3 separate regions of the Zea mays genome follow, and regions 1 and 3 are each linked to region 2. A link is a contact called in public Hi-C data. All regions are on one chromosome and are shown on one strand. The core of a region is the stretch at or near the end of the contact, and the rest is flanking DNA. Distances in the headings are between cores, read along the strand shown.

Region 1 (3,355 bases), core at 708-3,207, 350 kb before region 2:
CTTGCTGAGCTGGCTACACCATATCCATACAAGCATCAAGTACTGGAAACATAAGCAAACTCGTGATACCTCGGTATAATAATAATATGACAGTATGCCTAGAGGCCACTGGAACATAACAAATCACTCCAGGCGGCGCGACGCGAGCAAACGGCGGCCATCCAGCAGACTCAGCCGCTGCGGGTCCAGACGACGTGGTCCTGCGGCAGGAAGTGGCAGACCGGCACGGTGCCGGGCTTCACGTTGAGCACCTGGAAGGCGACGTGCTTGGGGTTCCAGCCGGACGTGTCGGCGTGGCACACCGCGACAGCGTCCACGGCCGTGCCGTCCCTGCCGAGCATCGACACAGAGTACGCCCGCGTCTGCGGCGTCAGGTGGCACGCGAACACGGCGTACGCGTACGGCTCCGCGTGGCAGGCCACGACCCGGCCGTCGTCGTCGGTGCCGCCGGCAGCGCGCTCCACGCCGGTCACCGTGTACTCCTGCTTCGGCGATCCCTCCTTCGCCACGACGGTCGACACGGCCCTCACGTGCCTGGTCCCGAGGCTGGCGGTGGCGAAGTCCACCATGGACTCCAGCGACGTGGCGCACGCCTTCTTCTCGCCCTTGGCCGCGGGCGCCTCGCAGTCGCGCAGCGTCTGCGCCATCTCCGCCGCCTCGACGGAGTCCGGGTCCACCGAGAGGCGGGCGAGGATCTCGGGCACCTTCTGTGAGGAGAACGGGATGGCCTCGGCCTCGCTCCGCGGGAGGAACTTGGTGCCGGTCGTCCCGGTGCTGGCGAACTGGACGGTCATCTTCTTACCGGGCCGGAGGTCCGTCTCCTGGAAGAAGAGCGCCACGCTGGGGTCGTCGTGCAGCTGCGTCTCCGACGCGGCGTACGTGTAGATGAAAGGGGAGACGTTGACGTGGACGGGCTTCTTTCCCGGGTTCACGTGAACGCCAACCCCGCCCTTGCCAACGCCGACCGTGGTGCCGCCCGGCTTGCCGTGCCCGGGATTGACGCCCACGCCCACGCCGCCTTTGCCAACGCCAACGGTTGTACCGGCACCACCGGCCGGTTTGCCGGGATTGACGTTGACGCCCACTCCGCCCTTGCCGACGCCGACCGTTGTGCCACCGGGCTTGCCGGGGTTGACGTTAACGCCAACGCCACCCTTTCCGACGCCAACGGTGGTGCCGCCGGGCTTTCCGTATCCCGGGTTGACGTTAACGCCGACTCCGCCCTTCCCGACGCCAACCGTCGTGCCGCCGGGCTTGCCGCTCCTGCCAGGGTTAACGTTGACGCCGACGCCGCCCTTGCCTACGTCAACCGTCGTACCCCCGGGCTTACCGTGCCCAGCATCGACGTGAACACCGCCCCAGCCGACGTTGACGGTCGTGCCGCCGCCGGCTGCGAACAAGCAGGGAATTGAAGAGGTGGCGTTGGCACGTATGTTTGTATGATGGGACAGGCACATGCCTATACGAAGTATCTTATCTACTGATGATTTGATGAAGGTCTGGAGCTGTCTGTTGTTATACCTGGAGCGGCGTCGAGGAGTTGGGAGAGGGAGGTCGGCATGGGAGTGTTGGGAAGAGCAGACTTCCAGTACTGATCCGGAGCACGAGCTGCATGGCTTCCTACCGATGCAACCTGCATGCAAACCACAAGAGTTATCCTTGCATCAGAGGTCGTCTACCTTATGTCAATACTAAGGTGTAAAGAATGTTAACATCTCTGAAACTGCTTCCATATACAATAACAATAGAAAAACCATACAAGTAGCAATCATACAACTTCATATATGTTAAGCTGAATCTTTTCAAATCCACATGTAAAGGCTGATGAAGCAAATCATGTGAGAAAAAGGTGCACAAGATGCATGAGCTGCGTGGCAGTGACTGACTGACCAATAGGAAGCCAAGTAGGCCGGCAATGAGCCTCTCCATGGAAGCCAAAGATGGCCAATGAGCGCGAGCTGATAGATGTTCCCAGTGAAAGGAGAGAGCGAGCGATGCAGTTGCAGACGATGGCCGTGCAGCAGGTGGCACTTGCCACTATTTATAACCAAAAGCAGGGAGTAAGTAGATTGGGAGTTGAGAGAATTAATTGGCATGAAAGGAGAGGGATCAATAATTCACCGCTGCTGCTCAGCTCTGAGGTACAGACAGCAGTTGCGGTAATAGAGTGCCACCACCGAACCACGCCGGGATCGGCCGGCTCCAAGGATTGCTCGGCGCTCGGCGGTCAGCAGGCACGTACAGTGGTAGCGGTATGGGCAGTAGAGAGCCGTAGCGAGACAAGACGACCGGGGCGGCCATGGGCCATGGCCCATATGGAACTGTATCGCGGCAACTCAACTGTCCCCCACCTGAGTGACTGGCTGATGCGTTATTGAATGCCCGTCACTGTCCCAAGCCGATGGGCGACGGCACCGGCCCAGCCTGCTCGCGTGCCGCGCGGCGAAGACGGTTGCGCTGGGAAACCACCTGCTAGCGACCGGCGGACAGCAGGTCCGCTGGGGTTCTACGAGCTAAACCAAAATTACTAAGGCAAGAGATCTAGCTTTTTTTTTATAAGAATGCAGTTTCTATTCCAATTTCTAGAAACTGGTTTTAGAAAAAAAACTAATTAATGGTGTTTGAAGCCAATCAATTTTCATAAACTAGTTTTAGCTAGAGCAGACAAGCTTCTTGATTTTTAAGAAACTCGGAATCCAGTTTATATAAACTGACTAAGAGACTGTAATTCAATACAACTAATAGTTAGTTGGTTCAAAAGTTACTAGTAAAATTAGTTGGCTAATAACGGAACTATTAGTTATAGTGTTTGGATGTCTTATACTAATTTTATTAGTAACTATTAGATCTAGTATATTTGAATGGGGCATAAACTTTAATCATTTTATTTTAGTACATGAGATCCAAACATGTCCTAGTCTTCACCGCGCGAACAACCATGAGTAATTAGTCTGGTTAGCCATAGCTGGGTTGAATTCTTTGTATTCAATATTTTCTTCCTAAAAAATCCATGTTTACACTTTTGATGGTCATAAATCCAATTTTACCAAATATTTCAATGTGGTAACCTACTACACCGATGTAATATAGCTCAGTGCAATAGATCATGACACCATACGACGCTGCTGTGGCAATCACTACTTCAGTGTCATAAACCATTACACAAATCTTGACATCATAGATCTTAACTCTAAGATCCCAACCCAGTCGCGTAGTCGTCTTCCTCTCTCTCGTTGCACGCTCTCTCCCCGCGTTTAGCAATTCTTGCCCCCGCCACTACCTCTCATTGTGTCCCCACCACCCACCTCACCTCCCCTTGTACTATTGTTGTTCGATGTTGAAAGGGAAATGTGCC
Region 2 (3,483 bases), core at 353-2,852:
TTCACTCAATCTGATAATATGAACTAATTAAAAGGACACAAGACATCTGTAGAGTGTGGAGACACACAAATCTTCATCCAAGAGATTATCTAATCCACAGAACATGTGCCAAGAATATGAAACTATCAATTTCCAGCACACAGTGGTATTCACGATGAGAAGCCCACTAAATGTTGCACTCAGTCTCTGATACCAAACAAGACAATGCTCACCTCCTACAGTAGGCAACAGCAGATATCGCGGCATTATAAAGAACTACCTCACGGAAATCCCTTTCCAAGGGTAACCTTGCCACAATCTCCAAGACCACATCAGCCATGTCACAACGCCCAAGCGAAACAAAAGCCATCAACCATACCATTGATGATACTGGCACCGGCTGCTTCTCCCGCAGCCACTGGAACAGGTGTGCACAGCCCAACGCAAGCCCCTCGTTGGACATCCTCCACATTAATTCAATGCACTCCTCCTCGCTGAGGTTCCCGTGGCTGTATCCGGCCATGAACTCGGCGAATCCTTGTTCCCCCGCCGCAGCTGAGCACCTCGCAAAGGCTAGGATTTCGTCCATGGCTGCCGTGGTGCTGCAAACACCGCTTACCACTTCTTGGCATCGCAAAAAGGAGGTCGGGTCCAACCACTCGCATTCTTCATCGTCGTCCTCTTCTGCTTGGTATGGTTCCTCGCGCTGCGGTCGAAAGCGGCTGACAGGCGGGTCCCAGTGGCCCACCTCCTCACCACAGTCCTCGTCTTCATCCTCCGAGGCGCCGCATCGAGTCGGGCCCAACCAGCTGCCCTCGTCATCCGTATCCTCCCAGGTGCCGTGTGTGGCAGGTTCGCCCAAGCAGCCCACCGCCTCATCCCCATAGTCGCTGCCTTCGCTTTCTTGTTCTTCAAAGAAACTATGCGCAGGATGGGCGGCTGGGCGACTTCGAGGCCACCAGGTTTGGAATTGGGAAGGGCAATGAGAGTAGACGAAGCATTTGGAGGACGGATAGGCTTTAAGGGGGCTGCCAAGGTGGAGGGCGCGGAGAGGTGGAAAGGCGAAGGAGAAGGAAAGTAGCTGTTGGGCCAACAACAGCGTCATCCTGGCGAGTGGCAAACACGGTGGGAGCAAGTCACGGGCGAATCCAAAAGGCGCCGCTCGTGGTCGCCGATACCACGGTGGTGTTGCTCACGCGCGCGTCGAGGATCGGTGGAGAGTGTGCGGAGGAGGACTTAGATGCAGTGGCGGATCCAGGTAATTCCGAAGCCCCGGGCCAAACAAAAGGAAGGACGCTGCCCGCCACTGCTCCTCCCTGTCCCTAGCAGAGTCGCCACTGCTCCTCCCTGCCCCTAGCAGAGCCGCAGAGTGGCAGTTGCCGCTGCCCGCTGGGGTGGGCCGGTGGGGGGCGCCACCAAAGCCCGGAGACCGGGGCCCCAGACGCCGGCAGAGCCGCGGAGCGACGAAGGGAGAGCCGGACTGGACGAGGGCGCCCCGACGAGGTGACGACGGCGAGCTCCCGGGCGGCGCGAGCGCAGATAGAAGGATGGAGCCGTGCGTGTGGCGTGGAGAGGGAATGACAGACTGGGGCTATTTTGCCATCCTTTGCTATCCCAAACTCGTATATAACGCCAGTAAAAACTCACATATATAACCCTAGCAAAAGGTACAATAGCAAACAATCAAAACTCTTACCAACTACTTATACATTCATATTTGATAAAAATTATAAAGTAAATAAGAAGACAACAAGTTTGTTGTTTGTATCAGGGACTCATCACAAAGTAGAACGACTCCCAAACGTGATCAGGATATGACCGCGACGGTGAAGCTAATCCAGGCAGGCGGTGTTCGCCGGCGGCGCCGCGATGTTCCGGAAGTTCTATAGCAGTAAAGATGAAACGGCCGAGCCGATAAGCATCAGTACGACAGTACCCTATAGGAGAACCGAAACGTGGAAGCGACAACGTGAAACATGACCTTGCTTGCCTGGCCACAGTGAGACGGAGAATCAGCGGTGCGGCGATAAATACATGGCCACAGGGAGGTGCCAGTAGCTGCTCGAACCAGGGTACGTGGCTTCAAGACATAAACACCATGCATCCTCAATAGCATAGTAAAGCAGTGAACCTAGCCGATGGCGCTCAACCAGAGGCAAACAAACACAGTGGTCACCAGCTGTAGATAACCATCGAGTCCCCTTTCCTCAGATATTTGAATCAGCTGGAACCTTTCCCCATTTATCACCTTTTGAACCCTCTACCCAAACTACAACTCGAATTGACACAAGTGAAACACAACAGGCGTGGAGATCCTTTCTTCACTCAAAGACTGAACCAGTTTCAGTCACCTAAGCAATGTTCAGTTCACCACTTGCCTAACAGCTCGACTTGGAACAAAGTTTTCTCCCAATTCGAAATAAGAATAGGGAGATCCTTCTTCATAAGAAGTATTCCTCCACAATAAATCTCCAAGTTTGATGTAATGGCGATCCACCAAAAGTTCTAAGAATTAAGAATTAGAAGGGTCCAAAACTGAGAGGAATATGCGGCTTCTAAAAAATCAGCAAAACTGAATCACAGTTCAGATTATGAAACTGCACTCGGCACCAAACTGAACTTGAAACTGCACACCACACGCGTGACAGCGAAAGTTCAATCACATTTTACTCCACTTTTCATGCAGCACCAAGCCAAACTTACTAAATGAGATTTGTTCACCATTTCATGGGCTTCAACTCTTCTATATAAACCATAGCCCATAACTTCATGGATTAGCTACAAAGAAGCTCCAAAACTGCACTAACAACACTAAAATTCAGACTCAGTTTGTTGCACTAAGTCTGAAATCCAAAATCTGTCAACTCAGTTTGGACCGCTTTTTCTCCTAGTTTCATATAGCTTTAGGGCTATCACAGTTAATGAAAGTTGTTCTCTTATAGTTACTCTACAAGTTTGTTATAGCAACCTTTCTCAAAATGTTCTTTGATTACAAGTTACAGGGGCCCAAAAATAGGTAAACCAAACTGTTTTGAGTTGAATCCAAAAACTGAAACCAATCTAGAATCTGCAAATTACTCCAAATTTCTGTCCAAAACTTGAGAATCTCAACACATGAAAGTTGTTTGGTTTTGAACACTCTACGACTTTAGTATTTTGACTTTTAGCAAAATATAGCTAGATTTTGAATTTCACTTTTGGTGCTAGTTTAGGAGTTCAACTGTGATGGCTTTTCTCCAAACGATCTCTCAACTTTGATCCATCACTTAAAAGCAAAAATGTTCTTCACTCTAAGATACAACTTGGATATTTAGGTCTCATGGCCAAAACATCTTTAGACTAGGAGTGGTTTGCTTCTACTTGATTTCACACTAAACTTTCAAACTTCTCTTACTCACAACAACCCAACACCACATTTAGTTTGAATTTTTGACCTAGCAAATGAATTCTAGGTGTATCGAGCAAGTTAATGCAAATGCATATGATGATATGCCAAAGTTTAAG
Region 3 (3,397 bases), core at 774-3,273, 420 kb after region 2:
CGGTCGACGCAGGTGACGCCGTCGGCGCTGTAGCGGGCCAGCTCGTTGGGGCTGCACCCGACCTGGCCGACCCCGATCATCACCACCTTGCGCGCGCCGTAGTTGTACAGCACCCGCAGGTGGCGGCGGTAGTCGGCGATGAGCGAGTCGGCGAACTGCTCCGGGGTGTACCGGCTGCCCGTGTTGTAGAAGGCCGGCATGAAGTAGTTGTTGAGGTAGTCGTTGCTGCCCATGCCCACGCTGAAGATGCACCGGCTCAGGTGGTCCGACGCCGTGTCCTGGTCGCCCAGGATGCTCACCAGCGTCTGCACCGCCGTCTGGTAGTTCTGCACCTGCCCCGCGAACGGGATCCGCCCGCCCTGCATTCATTCGGTAGCATCGTCTGGCTATAGCTCAGCTCGTAGTGTTGGCAGTGATATGGTATGGATATGTGTATACATACCAGCTGCTGGCCGGTCTCGGCGCGGATGCCGGCGGCGGCGGAGGCGAAGTTGGCGCCGCCCAGGAGCTGGTCCGCGCTCGTTGCGGCGAACGGCGGGATGAAGTTGTCGAAACCCAGAAGTTGAGCTGTTGTGCAAATTGCGCACGGTGAGAAAACTAAACACGTACGCGCACCTGTCGTCCTGGTCGATCGAATTGAAGTTGTCGAAACACGTACGTCGTCTGCTTATTATTCAGGCACGAGTGGCTCGTGCAGGGTTTTCTAATAGTAGCAAGCATAACTGAACGTATAGTAGGCGGTGGTGTGCTCATGCATGGGAGTAGAGATGGCAATGGGTACCCGCGACCCGATACCCGATGGGTATTTACTCCATTAGGGTATGTATGTGGGCTAAATATTCTACCCGTGGGTCTGTTATTGGGCAAAAATCTTCACCCAATGGGTAAACGGGTATTATAACGTTCCACCTTCACCCATACCCGTTAACCCGTGGGTATAAAATACCCAATATAAACTTAGCCCAAGCATGAACTTAGACTTTAGTCATCCATCTTTTTTACTATTTAATAATCTTTTAGGTCATTATGTCATAGAAGGCTTAACGACAATTTAATGACCATGTAATGGAACATGTAATTCACCCAATGTGTGTTGAATGGATGGTTAAATGATGCTAGAAATTTTGTAATGGTATTTAGATGGATATACTTGATATTTGTATAATATAATATTTTGATAGATGTTTAATTTTTGTGGGTACGGGTGACCCGATGTGTGACCCATACCCACGTGGGTATGGGTATGGGGGTAAATCCATACCCACCAGTGTATATGGGTGACCCGGTGGGGTTATTTTTTTGTCGTGGGTATGGGTATGGGGTAGTAATACCCGGTGGGTATTTACCCATTGCCATCTCTACATGGGAGTGGATCTCTCCATGCATGTCACCATCTCTATCCTGGCTCCTGTACAGATCTACCTGCGTACGTGTCTCTATCCACCGACGCGCGTACGTACGTAACGTACTACGTATTAATAAATCCCAGGTCGGTCTACCTGCTCGATCGAGCTCGACCACGCATGCACACCGCCGCCGGCCTAGCAGCTGGCTATTAGCTGCTTACCGATGACATCGACGGTGGTGAGTCCGTTGGTGAAGCGCCCCGACGGGCCGGCGGCGAAGTCGATGCCGTAGGGCGGGTAGTTGGCGCGCGCCAGCGACACGATGTAGTTGTTGTTGCCGTTGTCCACCAGCGAGTCGCCGAAGATGAAGTAGCACGGCACCTGCGGGTCGCACCGCGCCACCGCCGCCAGCAGCGCCCAGCTCACGGCCGCCACCAGCAGGCACAGGCACAGCCGCCGCCTTTGCCTCGCCTCCTCCATGGCGCGCACGCGCGGGCCGGCGCCAATGCTGTCTGGCTAGCGACTGCTGCGAGCGAGCGAGCGTGCTGGCCGACTTGCTAGCTACTAGTAGCTACTACTACCTGCTCTCGTGGACGGGAACTTAAGCAGAAAAGGAGAGAGAGGGAAAAAGAGATATCGGCGGACCAATGGCGGGCGGCCAACGTCTGCTCCGTCCCTGCGAGTCACGCGGCAGTATATATAGGCAGCAGGAGCAGGGCGAGGACGGCGGCAGCGCGGTGGTGCAGTGTGCAGGGAATCCAGGGATGGAGGAGCTAGCGTAGCGAGTGCACGCACAGTCGCCGCCTGCACTGCACATAAGTGGCATGCAGCGCAGTGTCCAGCCGGCGTGGGCCGGGCGCGCGCTCCACACCGATCGAGCTCAAGTTGGAAGCGGAAGCTCTGGGAGCCGCCGCGCATTCAATTGCGGAAACGTGGCCATGTCGTTCCGCTGCCAGTGGATGTGCGCTCCCTCATCAGTCATCCCTGCTGCATGCCCTGGTCCGAGCCGAGGGACCCGATTACCGACGACGGTGGCGGAACTCAACTTTACTACCGGCCGGCCGGGGTTAGAACTTAGACGTACGGATCTAGTCACTTCATTGAATTCCCCAGGCCAGGCCAGGCCAGGACACGGCCACGTACGCCCAATGCAAGGCTGATGATCCCAGTGAAAGACACACAAGTATACCACGCAAAAGAAACAAAAAGGCTTTCTACCGACAGAAAGCAGCGCAGCGCATCTCGGGCGATGTACCACGCAACGCAAGTGCGTCGAGAGAGGCACGGCGAGGGTATCTCCATTAATGTCGGTAGGAGGAAGGAGGTACTAACGACGTCAGAAGAGAGCTCAAGCTCCTTCAAGCCGAAACGCCGACGGTACAGCAGCCCCACCCCTCTCCGAAAAGAAAAGAAAAAAAAAGAACCATTTTTTCTGTGCCCGACGCAGCCTGGCCCCGGCCCCACCTGATCCAGTGAGCTGGCCGGCATTCCGCGCCGCCCAGAGCGAGCTCCAGCCTCCAGCCTACAGGCGCACATGACGCGCGGGCGCGGGGGGAACCTGCCGCGGCGGCGCTTTACTCCTCCCAACCGCGGGGGCCACCCGCGCACGTCCCAGCCCTAACCCTCTCGCTGAGTTGCTGTGCACGCGCACGCACTCTACAGCATTCTGACTAACTAAACAACAGACGCCCTTGCCCTTCCCTTCCTAGCGAGCATGGCGACACGGCCATTTCGGTGATCCAAGGACGCGTGTTTAAACGCCTATAGTCGTGAGAACAAGGAGGAGGGCTGCGAACTCGCAAGGAAGGTTCACCGGGCGTCGGGCGATCTGCGTGCGCGCCTAGCTAGGCGCGCAGCCAGCCAGGTGTGCATGCATGATTCGGTTTGGGTCACGGAATTTACGACCGCGCGTGCCAGGCTCTTCCAGTCCACGGGCAAAAATCAGAGCGCATTCCGCCGGCCTAGCTGCCGCTGGTCCATGCCAGCCTCGGCGACGTCTGGTAGCATCGACTTCTCAGAATACGAGCACAATCCATGTACTGCGTATATAT

What was found. A called contact is a pair of places that touch in the nucleus more often than the background predicts.
Region 1: a Hi-C map of ear shows a contact between it and region 2, with 3 times the contacts expected there. The contact joins the promoter of LOC100273184 here to the promoter of LOC103651237 in region 2. A contact is called at or near these places in 2 of 25 Hi-C or Micro-C datasets (ear and leaf).
Region 3: a Hi-C map of leaf mesophyll shows a contact between it and region 2, with 5 times the contacts expected there. The contact joins the promoter of LOC100283607 here to the promoter of LOC103651237 in region 2. A contact is called at or near these places in 2 of 25 Hi-C or Micro-C datasets (ear and leaf mesophyll).

Annotation. Positions count from the first base shown.
Region 1 is chr3:205,662,133-205,665,487 of Zm-B73-REFERENCE-NAM-5.0, forward strand. It overlaps LOC100273184 (BURP domain protein RD22), which reads right to left and starts at 1,958. Exons shown (of 3, transcript NM_001147629.1): 1 at 1,891-1,958; 2 at 1,522-1,633; 3 at 1-1,390. The coding sequence starts at 1,929. The coding sequence ends at 171.
Region 2 is chr3:206,008,621-206,012,103 of Zm-B73-REFERENCE-NAM-5.0, forward strand. It overlaps LOC103651237 (pentatricopeptide repeat-containing protein At5g50280, chloroplastic), which reads right to left and starts at 1,603. Exons shown (of 2, transcript XM_008676855.2): 1 at 213-1,603. The coding sequence starts at 1,084.
Region 3 is chr3:206,431,825-206,435,221 of Zm-B73-REFERENCE-NAM-5.0, forward strand. It overlaps LOC100283607 (anther-specific proline-rich protein APG), which reads right to left and starts at 2,024. Exons shown (of 4, transcript NM_001156508.2): 1 at 1,568-2,024; 2 at 443-567; 3 at 1-359. The coding sequence starts at 1,826.